Regions from separate parts of the Arachis hypogaea genome. Here region 2 is linked to region 1. The links are chromatin contacts, called in public Hi-C maps. All regions are on one chromosome and are shown on one strand. The core of a region is the stretch at or near the end of the contact, and the rest is flanking DNA. Distances in the headings are between cores, read along the strand shown.

The links. A called contact is a pair of places that touch in the nucleus more often than the background predicts.
Region 2: a Hi-C map of an unstated tissue shows a contact between it and region 1, with 4 times the contacts expected there. The contact joins the promoter of LOC112732445 here to the enhancer-like site in region 1. A contact is called at or near these places in 3 of 8 Hi-C or Micro-C datasets (leaf and an unstated tissue).

Annotation. Positions count from the first base shown.
Region 1 is chr13:101,541,558-101,546,377 of arahy.Tifrunner.gnm2.J5K5, reverse strand. No RefSeq gene overlaps it. Among protein-coding and RNA genes, the nearest start is that of LOC112735173, 38 kb to the right of the region's middle. Within about 2 kb of position 2,082, at least 3 of the 3 cell types and tissues checked have open chromatin away from gene starts, as enhancers often do.
Region 2 is chr13:101,617,421-101,622,240 of arahy.Tifrunner.gnm2.J5K5, reverse strand. It overlaps LOC112732445 (ethylene-responsive transcription factor ERF061-like), which reads right to left and starts at 2,988. Exons shown (of 1, transcript XM_025781165.3): 1 at 1,383-2,988. The coding sequence starts at 2,567. The coding sequence ends at 1,722.

The sequences.
Region 1 (4,820 bases), core at 833-3,332:
CTTGTTTTGGACTTCTCTTTATTTTGGACTTTACGTTTGAATCTTTAGTTCTTTGTTTTTGGGTCGTGGTGTTTGAATCTTTTAAAACAAGTTAGTGAACTTATTTGGGCTAATATTTTGAATTGTTTGACCTTTTTCAATGTTGGCGGTTGAGTCTCTGAATTCTATTAGTGAGCCCAGTGCGTTTGGTAACTATACATTTGTGGCATGGTTTGGGCTTATATATCGCCAGCATCCATATGTTATCGAAACCAAAATTAGATAAGCTAAGTCGATTTGGGTAACTATGTATTTAAAGTCAATTGCAGCATTACGGCCCAATATTTGTAAGAAACAAATAAGCTTTCGTTGCATTTTTGTTTGTTCGCTGATTATAAATTATTTATTCAATAATTTTTTGTTCATTACATTATTCACACACTCACTCATCCATCCACAATTCCACATTATAAAGTTCTTAAACCAGATCCCAGCACGTCCAAAAAAAAAAAAAAAAAACCAGATCCCAGTCTTAGTTGGAAACTAAATCTGCCAATCCGGTGCATCTTTTTAAGAGGGCTAAATCCGCCTTTTTCTTCTAGACTTCAGCTGTATTTAAAAAAACAAATGGTTGAGTGTGGTTTCTATAATTTATTTTCTCTAAGTCTAACCTATACAAAAGAAGAGTGCCATGTTTTTTAAATATAAGAAAATAGCCAACTTTAGTGTTTAAGTTTATAATTTAATATTAATGATTAAAAGTTTATAATTTACCATTTACATTTAAAAATAAAGATAAAATATTAAATTGGTCATTTACATTTGGGCGTAATTCTATTTTAGTTTTTAAGATTTAAAGTGTCCTATCTGAATCCAAAAAAAGTTTTATTTAGCTTCGATGTAGTCCCACCGTGAGGTCAAAATTAAATAATTAACGAAATGTCCTACATGACAGTAATACAAGAACAAAGTCAATAATTTAGAGAATAAGTACAAGCTCTAGAGGTACAAATCAACCGTGGATGCATCAATACATTTATTTATCATTTTTCTTAGTTTTATAAAAAATATTTCATTTAAATTGTAAAAAAAATAAATAAATAATGTATTGATGTATACACGGTTGATTTTGTGCCTTTAGAGCTTGTACTTATTTTTCAGATTATCGACTTTGTTCTTGTGATACTACATTGAAATTAAATGAAACTTTTTTGAATTCAAATAGGACCTTTAAACTTTAAGAATCAAAATAGGATTACGCCCAAACATTTAATACTTTATCCTAAAAATAAATAAAATATTTTTTTAAAAAAATTAACTAATATTGAATGAAAATAGTTAGTTGCTTAATATTACTTTTTTTTTTTTATTAAAACGTACCTAAAAGAAAAAAACAAAACATAAGAGTGCTAATTCATATTGGTCATCTACCCATTCAATTTATGTGTAGTGACGTAAAAACAATTAATTTAATTGTCCCATAAGGGAGGTCTAATTTGATTTTTATAGATATTATCCATTGATTTCTTTTAACATAAAAATCATGTCATATATTTTCACATTTAGCAAGAGTGTTTGATTTTTCTATTTCTTTATATTAAAAGTTTTGTAAATACAATATTATCATTAGATGATAGACTGATAAATAATAAATATAATATATTTGTATCACTTTTGTTTAATTTCATACCTAACGTTTTCTTTCCACCCGATCCTTAACAAAGCATACAAGACAGGGGACACAGACACAGTATCTGTTTGGATAACACTTCCATCCACAACTTGATAGCAACACAAGGTCCTCCTTTACTGCGTTATGGAGAAGTTGGTAACAATATCATTTTGCCCATGTAATGTAATGTAATGTAATGTAACGTAACAAACTTATTTAATATTTACATAGATTTGACAAAGAAAACCGCGGGTTGCATGGAGTGTACGATTTTCTCCCTAGTTTTTGGGCAGGAGAACGAAATGAGCGAATAGTTAGAGGGGGTAGTAGGCTAGTAGCTTAGGTAGAAGTGTAGAAGTAGAATGGAAGGGACGTGTCGCGTGGAGGAAGGAGGGAGCACGTGCATGGCGAGACAGTTATTGTGCGTCACGTGGTGGGGCCCAGGAGCGCACGAGCACTCACATGCACTTGGCTTGGCTGTTCATGATAGGGACCACACATATCATGTTCCCTCAAATTGCGCCCATGAAATCACCGTTGATCGCGATCACACCTTCCTCTACATGGGGCCCACGCCGCCTTCAAACGTTAATTGCGGATTGACATTCTTACTGCTCCTTCTATTCTTCCTCTCTTGCTACTTGCTATTAAGTATTAACTACTATAGTAACCTTGAACAAGCAAGCACCTTGCTTTCGCTCTTTATCGCGTTAAAAAACTTACTTTCAGGATGGACATTAAATTTCTTCCCAATTCTTTTTTAGTTTAATTAAATAAAAACGAGTCGATTGCTGATCTCGCTCCAATCTTTAACAGAGCCAACTCGGGAAGTCTACCAAATCCAGTAATCCACTATCATTTCCCGCCAAATTTTGTAGAGTTTGAATAGGACTGGAACCAAATTTAAAGTGTATAAACATATATAAGTGACTAATTTTATTTATCTTATATTGTGATGATGGTAACTAATTCTTTATATATTTAAATAAAATGATGTCTAGGTGGCTGAAAGGAGTCAACAATTACTGTAAGGGCATACTCTAGAATCTAGATGTATATAAATGAAATAAATGAAGAATGAAGGTGTTGCGGAAAAGGGTGAAACCAAAATTTGATTACCGTTAGTGGGGACCTCGGGAAGTTAGGATTTTTTATGTCAGCATTCAGCATTTGCAGATGCAGTTAGCCCCACACTACTCACCCACTCTAATCAGATAATATTTCCAATTTATACCATCCAAGAAGATCGTAATCCTATCCCATCTCCCATCGTTTCTTTATCTTTCTTTTACTTAAAAATATGCATCCTCCACTACCAGAAAGAAAGCACCAAAATTCTACGGTATATTGTTATTTATATAATTTGGGGTGCGTCTCTTTAGTAGTTGAACATAAGAGGATATCGTGATTCGTGCAAGGCTCCATTCCTCATATACTTTCCAAACTTTTTTTTTCCTATTCACACTATAGCAAGACCTAGTCTCAACTCTCAAGTCGTAACTTTTAAAGCGAAAGAAGCGACTCAATTAGACAGTGAATAGTAATAATAACTTGATTGCACTGTCTAATCAATAAACACGTTCAATATATAATTCGTTTCGTTAAAAGTTAAAACAATGGAAATCCTTTTCATTAGGAAGTTAATTAAACCATAAAAGTACCTATAGTCCTATAGTATAACATCACGGAGAAAAAACGTTTGATCTACATTTTTATTTGATTTTGCTTTCTGTCTTTTCTTCCTTATACCGATCGATAACCTAACTTTCATATGTGACGAGCTATCCGTGGCTTCTCACTCTACGCAAAAAGTATCATAATCTTAAATATATTGAGAGAGGAGCATTGAACCACCCCTACCAAAATAATAAACAAGTTTCTACTTGTAAGATATGCATGATTTTCTTCTCTTTTTAAGATAATATTCAACTATCTTAGCTACACATTAAAATCAATTACTAAAATTAATCATTAATATAAAATATATATTAAAATATAAAATATATATTAAAAATAAATTAAATAATATATATATTTATACACAAATACATAACAACTTATTTTAACAACTAATTTTGATATGTGCATAATATTTTTAAATAACAACTAAGAATTGAAACGATTTTTTTATTTAAATTAAAAATATTATTTATACACTAAAATTAATTACTAAAATTTGTCACTATTTATTTGTGCATAAATATATGTGTTATCTTATTCATTTTTAATATATTTTATATTTTAATATATATTTTATATGAATAACTAATTTTAATAATTTATTTTAATAGCTCATTTTAATATACAGCTAGTATAGTAAAAGTTTGTTAATGACACAGAAAAAAAAGTTAAATCTATTACCTTCTTTTAAAATTTCGTTGACTTTTACTTTTGTTTGGATTAAGAATCCTTTTTATTGTTGAGTCTGTTAAATTAAAAATTCAGGAAATAATTTTATTTTCTCTTTTCATTATAAAATCTGGAATAAAACAATTCTTTATTTTTTGGATAGCTGTAACTTTTGAAAAATTGATAAAGCAGAAGACACTTTTATTTTGTCTTATTGAAAAAGAAAACAGAAGAAGAGTAGAGAAGAGAGAATCACATAGCCAAGTATCCTAATTCGGCTACCATATGCAATGTAACCTATATTTAGTCTCTCCCACAATAGTGGAGGAATTTCACTATCTTTCTCAAATATTATAAACACCAATTTTTCTAGGATTCAACCTAATCCTATTTGGGATAAACCCAACTTCTACCTAACTTAGATTTGGCTAGGTTTACTCCCTAGACTTTCAACCACTAAGTGCTCACCCAACTTAGCAAGAAAATCCTCTCAGAATCATGTGTACAAAACAGAAAAACATACAAAAGAGTTTGACACAATTTTATGACTTTTTCTAAATAGCTTTATCTGCCTTTTCTTTTAATGGCTTTTACAATTTTCTCACTTAATGCTTTTTTTCATTGAAAAAAAATAAAGATAAACAGTGAACAATAAAAAATTTAATATAAACTCATGAAGAAAAAGAAAGGGATAGCTTAATTGAAAACTATGAAGACCCAAACTTATGTGCTTACTCCTTATTTTAACTTTTGGCCGTTTACTCCTTTAATAAAGGAGTAAAGCTTCCAAAATTTGAACTACTTTAACTTTTTCTTCTCC
Region 2 (4,820 bases), core at 1,739-4,238, 75 kb before region 1:
AAGAACCTAAAAGAGAAGGAAGGCTAAACCACTCAATTGGATAAACGCTGCGTCTTTCTCCTTTATAAAAGTTCTTTGAATGCGCCTTCGCCCTCAATTCTTTAGGCTATTAAGTGTAACTGACATTCATATGATAATACAGATTGTTGGATCTGCGCCAGGGTTTCCTCATGGAATAATTGACCCCATTGAAGTAAGTTCTTTGTTACTATTTTATTTTGATCTAATTGATGAAAAGTGAACATAACTTCAACTTTATTGATGAATTTCATAACGCTGATAATGTGAAACTTTCTTTTGTAGGAACTTGGTCAGTTCATCAAGCTTTGGTATTTGTCTCCATGTAGACCTTTGCCTGGGTGGCTTTGTATTGCCTTTTGCCCGTGAGCTTGGGTATGCATGGCATAGCTTATTTCAATAAATACTGCTGTCAGTATACGTTCACCTTTGGTTCTTACTTTGTTACTGTTTTAGTTCTATTCTAAATTTTAAACTTGCCCTTTGGATCCAAATCAGCCACTTGTGGGATTTTTTCTTCTCTAGTTGACAATAATTCCATTTTTCTCATACTGAGAAGCTTTTCAAGAATTGAGGGCAAAGGAGCATTCAAAGAACTTTCATAGAGGAGAAAGATGCAACGTTTGCCCAGTTGAGTGGTTTAGCCTTTCTTCTCCTTTAGGTTCTTTAAATTTTGTGGGTGGCTAACTACCGAGATCAATGTAGTCAATTATTGTTAGGATTTTGTCGTTTTAGTGTGCTTTAGAGGGGAGGGAGGCACGAATGATATTAGGAGAAGATGAATAACAGATTATTTTTTTATTTTTTGATATGTTTTCCTTTGCTTCAAAGGGGATGAATGATTAGGGGAATTGGAGAAGACGAAGAACGATTGATTTTTGTTTTTTTTTAATATGTTTTTGTTTTGTTGTTTAAATTAATTGAAACTATAAAATTAGGATTAATTGAATTCTAAAATTTGATTAATTTAAAAGGGTATTTTTGTCTAATCAAATAAAGTAAGGATGTTTAATACTTTTTATAAAATTAAATAAAAAATATTTTTATTTTTATTTAATTAAAAAAATATATTAGTAAAAGTGGTGATATAATATATATTTAAAAAAGAAAAAATTAAATGCTGACGTGAAAAATAAATTCCACAGCAACTTTATTAAATTCTGGCCAGCATGTAACCATAAAAAAAGAGTGAGTCATTGGATGAAATCTCATACTAATCTTACACCATTAAAAACCTTATTGATGACTATTTGATGGCTATAAATCCTAAAAGTTGCTGCCCTAGCATTCTTGGTTAGATAATTAGTTAAGACAACCGAATTTAATAGATTAGTCAACACAAGTTCGAGCATTTGAGAAATATGGGAGAGACAACACAGTATAATTAGCCATTATATTGAAAAAAAAAAAAAAAAAAAAGACAAGGCCGACGAAATTACAACTATCATATCATATCCCACTTAATACAAAAGGACCTGTCCCCATTCTGAGGAACAAGACCTACACTTAAGCACCATGCCAATAATACCCACTACCCAGAAAAGAAAGAGAACGTACAACACACATCCAAGATATATCAGTTCTAAATCAAGACTAAGTGACCTGATAATGATGTTCTTTGAGGAAATGTTTGATGCATTCGTGTACCTTATTATTGTTATATCTCATATTATAAAAGATAATAACTTAATGGAAACGTATATTTAGTTAGGCAGAACTTCCCAAATCAAGTCAGGATCGAAGGAGGGCAGTCTTGCTAAGGAACAGTTTTGGAAATCATGGGATGATTCAGTATCTGCTGCTGTTGTCATTGTTGGGGGACACTCTGCTAAAACAATACCGTCCTCTACTGAAATGAAACCGCCAGCAGCTGCTTCAACAAACTCGGCGCTTGAACTAGACAAGAACATCCGTGGATTCTCGAGAGGACTAGTGGTAGTGTTGTTATTATTCTTGCGCATGCTCCTCTCTCGCTTGAGCCTTTGGCATATGGCACGAATCTTAGCATCCACGTAGCAGTTGAGAGAGTTAAACTTGATGGAATCTTGGGAAGACAAGAGGACATCACTGGAGGGTTCCTTCAAAGCAGGGAAATTCAAGCGCGCGTACTCGCCACGAAGCTTATAAGCAGCGCGGTCATAAGCATAAGCAGCGGCTTCCGGAGTATCGTAAGTGCCAAGCCAGACCCTCATTCTGTTCTGAGGGAGTCGAATCTCAGCCACCCATTTTCCCCAGCTCCTCTGCCTCACTCCTCTGTACAGCTTCTTCTTCCATGGCGAGGGAGGGGGAACAACAAAACAAGAACGCTTCGTGGTCACTCGGCTTTGATCGTACAACTTCTGCAGGATGTTTCTTTGGCGGGTGTAGACGGAGGAGCACCCGAACGGTTGCTGGAAGGCCACTGTGGGATTAGCGGGAGGGCAGTGAGAGAAGATTGAGTCCAACGTGTTTGAACCCGATGATGATAATATCAGATCTGATAAACACCACCCAATATCATCAACTACCTCCCTTGATGATGTGTTTCTTCCATCCGTCGTTATTTCCATGGTTTTGGATTCAGGAGGAAGGATAGGGTTGAGTGAATTGAATTCCTTTAGTTTGGGTTCAAACTCAAACTTCAGCGTGTTATATTAGACATTTATAGGTGTAGAATATACGGTTGCATGCAATACAAAGACGCCAAAGAAGCCACATTTTACGCTAACAAGAACTTCTTCTTCATAACTACACTCTCAAATTACTTAAATGCCCTCGCTCTCTGTCAGGTAGCCAATGTTTTTTGTTTTTTTTTTAATAATGGGTTTTAAAATTAGTCCAATAAAATAAAGAGGAATGTTAGACCATCTTCAGTAGGGAACTCATCTCAGTTTCTGTTTATGGCCCACCTGTCATAAAAAGTAACTCCACATCAGCTTTTGCGTTATAAACAATAAATAGGAACTCAAAGCATCTCTCTTCTCCATTAGGAGGAACTAACTTTAGTCCCTATTGTGGTCCCACTTAATTAATTAATTAAAATACTTAAAATTAATATAATTAATTTTTTTTAATAATATTATTTAAATTTATAAATTTAAAAATAATTCATTATTAAAAGATATTAATATTAAATAAATTCATATATAATAATAATACACAATATATAATTCGAGATTATACTGATTTATAGTTTTGTGTTTACAACTGCTAATTTTAATAATATCATTAGCATTTTAAATTTTAAAAATAAAAATAACCAACTCAACTAAAAATTATTTTATAAGATATAAAAATTAAATTTATTTTTTAATGTAAGTAAATTTAATTAATTATAATTTAATATAATAATATAAATAATATTTAATATTAATTATAATATAAATAATTAATATAAATTATTAATTAAATAAAAACTTAATTATTTAATTTAATTAATTATTTAATTAATTATTATTTAAATAATTAATATAAATTATTAATTAAATAAAAATATAATTATTTAATATAATTTTTATTATAATTATTACTAATTTAATTATTATTTAATTATTTTAGATTTTATATTATTATTTTTTTATAATAATTTGTCAAATGGCAAGTTATTATTGGTTAATTTGAGTCCCTGCTTACAGGAACTCCCTTACCTTGATCCTTGTGCAGGAACTCACTCCTTTTCTCCTCCAATGGTTAGAGTTCCTATATGTTAGAAAAAAGTCAAAGAGAAACTCACCATTGGAGGTGCTCTTAGGGGCTAGTAATTTTTGTGATTTGTAGTCATTAATGATGGTTTTAATGATGTGAGATTGGTGTGAAATTTTATCTAATGGCTTACTTTTCTTTGCTGGTTACATGCTCGCCAGAATTTAACAAAATTGCTGGTCCCCTAGACTTTTTCTAAAATAAAAATACACTACATTCTAAATTATCATCTAAATCTTAATATTAAGATATTTATTCACACACTTAATAAATTGAATATCTAATATATCCATTGTTTAATATTTTTATTGTCTACCTATATTTTTTCATTCTAATATATCTATTTATTCATTTTATTATACTACTATTAATTATTCGACTATCTTACCTATACACTAAAATCAATTATTAAAAGCCAATAAGTTATATACTCACCTAAAAATCGTGAATTCGAGTTTTATTTTTAACTTTAGAAAAAAAATCAACTATTAAAAATATATTTTAAAATATAAATACATATTAAAAATAAATTAAATAATATATTTATTTATATATAAATACATTAGTAGTTGATTTTAGTGTACGAATAACATTTTTGTTAATTATTATATGACAAATGTTAGATAACTAATATTTTTGTTTTATATTCAAATTAATTACTCTATTTTTTGTTGTTTCACTAAAATATTGATTTTCCTAGCCTTCTTCTTTATATAATATATATTGTTTTATTTTAGGTATAAGTGAATAATTACTATTCTTCACAATATCATTTTTCATATATATTAAACTATCAAATATAAGTACTGTTCATATCCTGACCCAACACTAAGGCCCAGATCTAAATAAAATGTTCAATCTAAAGATTGGCCTCCACTCGACACCGACCTTTTCTCAAGAAATCGGACCCAATGATGACTTGCTCTAAAGAAGTCGGGAGCGAAGATTAGCTGACAGATAACACTTATTCAAATAAGTAACTGCCCCTAAAATCTCTCAACCCACTTCCAGGAGTCATATCTCAACTTCCCTAAAATAAAGGGACGGTTATCCACCTTAAAAGGTAGAACTACTCCAACGGAGGTTATTGGTTCACCACTATAACATCCCTTATGTATCTC